2 separate regions of the Rattus norvegicus genome follow, and region 1 is linked to region 2. Evidence: chromatin contacts called from public Hi-C data. All regions are on one chromosome and are shown on one strand. Each heading gives the region's core, a stretch centred on a gene start, on an enhancer-like site or on the middle of the called end of the contact. The rest is flanking DNA. Distances are from core to core; before and after follow the strand shown. Region 1 overlaps Thsd4 (thrombospondin type 1 domain containing 4). Region 2 overlaps Thsd4 (thrombospondin type 1 domain containing 4).

Region 1 (3,636 bases), core at 798-3,297, 120 kb after region 2:
CAAATACACACTTCCACAGATGTGTGGCCATCTGTACACAGTCTTGTCCACCCCTCCCCCATGAACCAAATGGAAAAAAGGAAAAACAAAATAGCAATGAGAAGACACCAAAACACGGTGTTTGAGTGTGACCGAAGGACTGCAGAAAGATGCCGGGGGAGGGGCAGCTGGGGAAGGCACTGGGTGCTCAGATCTTTCAGTGGTGTCTTTTGGGAAACAGTCATCTCCACCACCGGGATGCTCTCCTTTGGACAAGGAATTATTTGTCACAGTTCCCACTGTGACACAAAACCAGTCAACTGTCCTGCTTCAGGCAGGGGTTCTCAACTGTTCCACAGCCAGCTCTGGACCCTCCTTCCAGGGAAGGAATCTTTCTGCCAGAGGCAGTTTCACTGCTCTGCTTATTCTCATTGAACCGGGCTGGTGTCAGGCTGAACAGACAGGCTAACGGAGGAGGACATCTCAGAGTCTTCTGAGGGCCAAGAGAGCTCTAAGACAGGCACATGTCCAAATCTTGGGGTAACTGTTTTAGTTTAGATTCACTGTATTAGATGCAAAGGGGCTCTACTTGGCTTCTCATTTAGATGCTAAGAACAGCCTCCTGCCAATTGCAAACTCAGTAAATATGAGCAGAATGACTAGAGGTCCGTCTGTACGTCCATCACCGTATTGTCCTACTTCTTATTCCCCAGGGAGGCTTCTCTTGTGCCCTAGCAGGACAAGCAGCTCATAGAGGCAAAGTGGAGGATTTCCTACAGTTGTAGGGACATCAGGGCCAACTCTCTCTCAGATCTCTCAGGGTGTCTTGGTTAGGGTTTCTATTGATGCAATGAAACGTAATGACCGAAAACAAGTTGCAGGGGTGGGGGTGGAGAAATGGCTTATACTTCCACATTCAGTCCATCACTGAAGGCTGGGACAGGAACTCAAGAGCTGAAATCTTGAGGCGGGAGCTGGTGCAGAGGCCGTGGAGGGGGGCTGCTTACTGGCTTGCTCACTATGGCTTGCTCAGCCTGTTTCCTTACAGAATCCAGGGCTACCAGCCTTACAGCTGGATATGATGGAGGCATTTTTCTCAACTGATTCCCTCCTTTCAGATGAGTCTAGCTTGTGTCAAGCTGAAATAAACTACCCAGCCCAGAGATACAAAACCGTCAAACGTGAGAGCAATCAAACAGCCATCAAAGATGTCTGAGAAACTTTACCAAGATCGATGGCCGTTTCTTCATGTGTGTCAGTTTTCTTCACAGTCCAAGGGTCACCTGGGGACCACTGGAAGCACTGTCACCTGGTTGAGTGTGACAGTTGTAAAGCACCGGGCCCCGCTGCGGATGTGCTCAGAAGGAAGCTGTGTTTGAACAGGGCTGCCAGAGACTCATGTACACACACACACCCCTCCCCACTGAAGTGGGGTTGGGCCTAGCACACCTCAGCTCAACCCCTGCCTCCTGCTTGGCTCCTGTGTAACCTCGGATGAGGTAGTGTTTACCCCAGGCATTCTCATATTTACTACGGGGATGGAAACCACACAGGGTTGATAACACAATATTAAAGGGACCACAGTTACAAAACTACTGATGGGGTTAGGGGAAGAGAATCTGGACTAGTCAAAGGCCTACTGAATATTTTTCTGGTTATCTTGGTGTGGTCTCCTCTAAAATACTGCCTTTCCAGGTGTGCAGTATGTCTGCGGTTCCCGTGTGCCTTCCAGTGTATTTTAAAATCAAAATCCTGCCTTGAACCAGGAGAGGAAACTTTTTGCAGCACTGCCCTGAGTGGAGGAAGATACAGCTCAATTGGGGAAGCCCTCATTCTGAACCGAAAGCCATTTCCCACTGTTCCCGGCAGGTACAGTACACGCCACAGGAAACACTGGAAAGTCTCACTCGGGGGAGTTTCTTTTTAATGTTCAGAAGACATTTACTACACCCCTTAGTACCATTCCCAGCCTGGCTTCTATGGTCCTCATAAGAGACTTCTGCACTCCTTACAGCCTTCAGCAAGCTCTCTGGGAGGCTGTTATGGGCTATGTGATATCTGTGTCCCTCTAAAAGCTAATCTTACTTCTTGTTTAGTGAAAGGCCTGCCACTTGCAGCCAAGGGTATGGAAATACAGCCTAAGCTGAGCTCAACTTGGATTTTCTCCAAAGAAGTCATTTCAGAAGTACCGGCCCTTGGCTGCCTGGGGACCTAGAAAACCCAGAGCTGAAAGTCATCATCTTGGTTTATGCTACACAGGGAGTTTATGCTACACAAACTCACAGAGGCTAAACACCTGCCTCCCAAGAACCCGTCCTTTGGACAAGCAATTCACTGCTGAGAAGCAGCCAGTGACGGTGGCTCTCCTGGGACACTAGCTATCATCCTGTAACACCCAGGTTGGTATTTTCCTTTTCTTCAATGATCACCTAAATAAACTGAGTTCTAGGGACAATGCACAGAAAACTTGGACAGATTAGGATTATTGTCCACCTCAGCAACAAGATAGTCACCTAAGGTGACACCTCCCCCTTCTCAAACACCAGACCCAGCATTCAAAAAGTTTGTACCCAATTACAGGTACAGGAAAGTGGGTGGGGAGATGGCTCAGTTGGTAAGAGTTGCCATGCAACCACAAGTGCTGAGGGGTTATTATGGGTACTGAGTTCAATCCCCAGCAACCACTAAAAAACAAACATGAAGCTGGGTGTGATGTTATCTAATCCCAGTACTGGGGAGGTGGAGAAAGGAGGTTCCTTCAGCTTCACAGGCCACTCACCCTGGCTGAATCAATGAGCCCCAAGATACTGTGTCTCAACAAACCAAGTGAATGGTGGCCGAGGAATGACCTCGGTTTCCACACTCATGAGAACACACACACACACACACACACACACACACACACACCTGCATACACAGCAGTGTGAATAAATGTGCATATACATAGATGAGGGAGGGAGGGAGGGAGGGAGAGAAAGAGAGAGGAGACAAATTGTCCATTGGTGTGGTTTGTGTATAAAATGTCCCTCCCAGCTCATGGGTTGAAAGGTTGGTCCCAGTATAGCCGTATTCAGATGGGGAATCTAGGAAGTGACTAGATCATGAGAGTTCTGATGACATAGGTTAACACATTTGCCAATAGATAAGTCCTTAAGGATTCCTAGCCTGATGAGCTACTGGAAGACTGTGAGCCCACAGAAAAATACACACAGTGGGTGGAAATTACGACATTGTGGGCCACTGTGTTCAGAAGAGACTGTTCATCCAAACAATGCAGTCTCCATTCTTAGATTTATGTGGAGCTTATGATGATGTCCCAGGACAGAGGTACTTGGAACTAGGGTGTATTTTCTATCATTAACAGCAACAGGATATACAATAAAATGTCCCTCTAAAACAGCGGAAACTATGAAGTATTTAGGATGTTAGCTCATGTACAGTAGATAATATCTTCATGGGAAACAGCACAAAAGTCTTCTCATAGGACATAAATACCTAAGGGGGTAAATTCCTGGATTTGTCTATTTCCAATCTTGCAGAGTCAGTCCTTCAGACCTCCTTCAGGAAGCCCCCTACTGTCCCCTCTCGGTGCCCAGGGACCACGTCTGTGCCACCCTAATTCCATGTCCTTCTCTCCCCTTCCCTTCATCATTCTGC
Region 2 (3,525 bases), core at 240-2,739:
GTTGAAGAGCAGTTGAGGAAGATAGCCAATGACACTTGGCCTCCACAAACATGCACACACATGTGCAGAGAGGGAGGTGCAGAGAGGGAGGTGCAGAGAGGGAGGTGCAGAGAGGGAGGTGCAGAAAGGGAGGTGCAGAAAGGGAGGTAGGGATTGGGGGAGAGAGACAGAGACGGGGGTCAGGGAAGGAAGGGAGAGAGGGAGAGAATATATGTTCAAGAATGCCCAGGGATTGTGGGCAGCCTGTGATCCCAGCACTTGAGAGGCTGAAATGTGAAGTTCGGGAGTTCAAGGTCAGCCAGGGTAGCATAGCGAGACCCAGGATGGTCATGCTGAAGACACTGGACAGGGATGACGAACCAGCTATGAGGGCTTCTTCTCACAAAGAGGCCAGGAGAAGATGGCGTGCCGATTTTTAACTCCTGTTACAGTAAGTTTAGCTGGTGCTGCCTACATGGGCAAGCGTGTGAGGTAATTTACCTGAGTATGGGTACCTTACATTGGCTCCACCACGGAAGAAAGTGGCTCCTCCCCAGCCACCACTGATACCATGTGTAGCTCCTTGGTATTCATGCATCCTTCCTCCTCCACCTAGTTTTCTGGTCACTGAACCAGGACCTCACAGATTGGCTAGTCAGGTTAGTCAGCAAACTCAGAGAGCCTCCTGTCTCCCCTTCCCACCGCTGGGGTCACCCAGCTTTTATAAGGGTGCCATGGATCCAAATTCAGATCCTTGAGTGTGTGGAACAAACACTTTACCCACCGAGCCATCTCCCCGGCTCCTGTATGTGGTTTAGTTTTTAAAAGATTTATTTAAATTTTATGTATGAGTGCTCTATCAGCATGCACACCTGCATGCCAGAAGAGGGCATCAGAGCCCATTACAGACGGCTGTGAGCTGTGTGGTTGATGGGAAGGTCCTTCGGGAGAGCAGCCAGTGCTCGTAACCACTAGGCCACTTCTCCATCTCCCATCTCTCTTTAACCACGGTGACACCTAAACTTCAGAAAATAACTCTTGGCCACTTTTTGAAATTGAATTTATGAATTTGTCTATATCACTGGGGAGGACAGCCATGTAAATATATAACGGATGCATTTTCCATTGGTAGACTTGGTTTCCATTTTTTTTTCCTGTTAGAAACAGCAGTCTTGGGCTGGAGAGATGGCTCAGTGGTTAAGAGCACTGACTGCTCTTCCAGAGGTCCTGAGTTCAAATCCCAGCAACCACATGGTGGCTCACAACCATCTGTAATGGGATGCTCTCTTCTCAAGTGTCTGAAGAGAACTACAGTGTTCATATAAATAAAATAAATAAATCTTAAAAACAAACAAACAAAAAAAAAGAAACAGCAGTCTTTTGAGCGAATTTTTAAGTGTTCTTTTTGAGTTTTAAGACACATACAGCCTTATTAGATGTGATGGCTGCCCTCTAAACTATGTGAGGCTATTTGTATTTCTCTTGGCAGAACAGTGGCATTCTATTTTGGGGGTTGGGGAATGGCAGGGCAGTGGGAAGAAGACAGGATCTCACGTAGCCTCAGCTGGCCTTGATCCTGGAGGATGAGAAGTTCTAATCCTCCTGCCTCCGTCTCCAGGGCTGGGGATGGTTCTAGGTGTGTACCACCATGTGTGGTTTATGCCGTGCTGGAGAGCATTCCCGGGGCACTGTGCATGCTGGGCAAGCCCTCGGCTAGCTGAGGTGTAGCAGAACTGTCTTCCACCGTGGGCCGTATTTGTGTCTGTCTAGTGAACGCTAAACTTCCTGTGTGAGGTGAACACATTGTATCAGTGTTTGCCCCTCAGGCTCCCTTTGCTGGGGGCAGCTCTCCTTTTGCCTGTGAACTTAACAAGCTCTCACCACAGATCCCTGTCCTTACTGGTTGCCATGTTGCTAGCTTCTTCTCTAAGCTTGTAGCTCCTCTTGGCACTTCTTTTATGATGTCACGTGATAACTGGTCACTTGACGTTTTAATTTATTGGTATCGTAGTATTTTCCCTTGTGACCACTCTGGGGTTTTCCTTTAAGAAATTCTTCCTTATTCTAAGGTAAAACATTTCCCTCCTCAAAGTCCTTTCTTAAAGTTTAAAATTTCTGATTACATTTATTTCCTTAATTCTCCAGGAACTGGGGAGTGTGTGTGAGCATATGTGCCTGTGTGCTTATGTGTGTGTGCTTATGTGTGTGTGTGTGTGTGTGTGTATGTGTGTGTGTACTTGTGTGTGTGTGTATATGCGTGTGTGTGTATTGAGAGGCAGGGATTCTCTGTCTTTCCATCTATGTAAGCATAGATGAACTGTTTGATTATCATTGAACAGCTCACCCTTTCCCTAGACTCCTATGCGAACTCCACCACAGACCAAGCTTCTTTGGTTTATTTGAGGACGTCCTGTTGTCTGCTTTTACCTGCTCACCTCTCCCTGAGCCGGCCGCATGCCTTTGTCTGTGGCAGAATAAGTCCCCCAATACTCTTATCCTCAAGATTTCTCTGGATTTTCTGTGCTGTTATTTGATATAAACAGTTTGGTATATCTGATTCATATTCGATATATCCCATTTAAAAGATCCTGAGTGGATCTTGACTGACATCGTGTCAGTGCTGAGAAGATGCCACCATGTAAGTGCGAGGACCTGGGTTTGAGTCTCAGGCCTTACACGGAAGCACTGTGCATGTAGTGTGTGCTGTAATCCCAGGGCTGGGAGGGTGCGACAGGTGGATCTCTGAAGTTTGCCGCTAGCCACCCGACTCAGCCAAGCACAGCGCGGTGACAGGCACTGAAGGGTTAAAATTTCTAAAAGTTAGTCATGAACAAAGTCCAGACATGCCTGAGAGAATTTGAGATAGGGCTCACTGGCCCGACTATCAACTCCCAAGGACACTGGCCATCTGGAGCCACCCCCTCCCCTTCCTTCACTCCCTGAGGATGGGTCATCCCCCTGCTGCAGTGAGATGAGTTGCCCTGCCCACATTGCTGAGATGCTAGATTACACGTATGCTTTGTTGATGTAACTCCGTGCCAAAAGTAACTGTGCACCCTTTGTATTAGCCAATTATGTGTATTCACACGAAACCCCTGGTTTTCCCTATATAAGCTCCTGCCTAGAGAGGCTCGGGGCTTGACTCAATCTCCTGTGTGAGATACGTGTCAGCCCGAGATCTCGTAAATAAAACTGCCTTTTGTTGATTACATCAAGACCGGCTTCTCGTGTTTCCTGGGGGTACCTCAACCCGTGACTGGAGCGAGAGTCTCCCCAAGTCTGGGGGTCTTTCAGCACTAACTCAAATGAATAAAGGAAAAGGAGGGGGAGGGTAAAGGAGAAGAGATGCAAGAAAAAACTTGTAACACATCTTAGGAAAAAAAATGCTACAATCAGTATAAAGGACTCTGTAGGCGGGAGGCCTCAAAAGTAAATATCGATAGAATTCCCATGTCTGGGTCACGCACATCAGCTATTTACTTATTTGTCTTGGCAACACCACACAGCTGAAGTGATTTGAATTTGGATCATCAATTGCTCCTTGCC

Evidence for each region. A called contact is a pair of places that touch in the nucleus more often than the background predicts.
Region 1: a contact with region 2 is called in a Hi-C map of kidney, with 5 times the contacts expected there. The contact joins two enhancer-like sites. A contact is called at or near these places in 9 of 12 Hi-C or Micro-C datasets (the A7r5 cell line, the Rat2 cell line, Schwann cells and 5 more).

What each region holds. Positions count from the first base shown.
Region 1 is chr8:69,408,839-69,412,474 of GRCr8, forward strand. All of the region lies in intron 7 of Thsd4 (thrombospondin type 1 domain containing 4), which reads right to left. Among named protein-coding and RNA genes, the nearest start is that of Nr2e3, 140 kb to the left of the region's middle. Within about 2 kb of position 2,048, at least 2 of the 93 cell types and tissues checked have an H3K27ac peak or open chromatin away from gene starts, as enhancers often do.
Region 2 is chr8:69,286,217-69,289,741 of GRCr8, forward strand. All of the region lies in intron 17 of Thsd4 (thrombospondin type 1 domain containing 4), which reads right to left. Among named protein-coding and RNA genes, the nearest start is that of Nr2e3, 19 kb to the left of the region's middle. Within about 2 kb of position 1,490, at least 1 of the 93 cell types and tissues checked has an H3K27ac peak or open chromatin away from gene starts, as enhancers often do.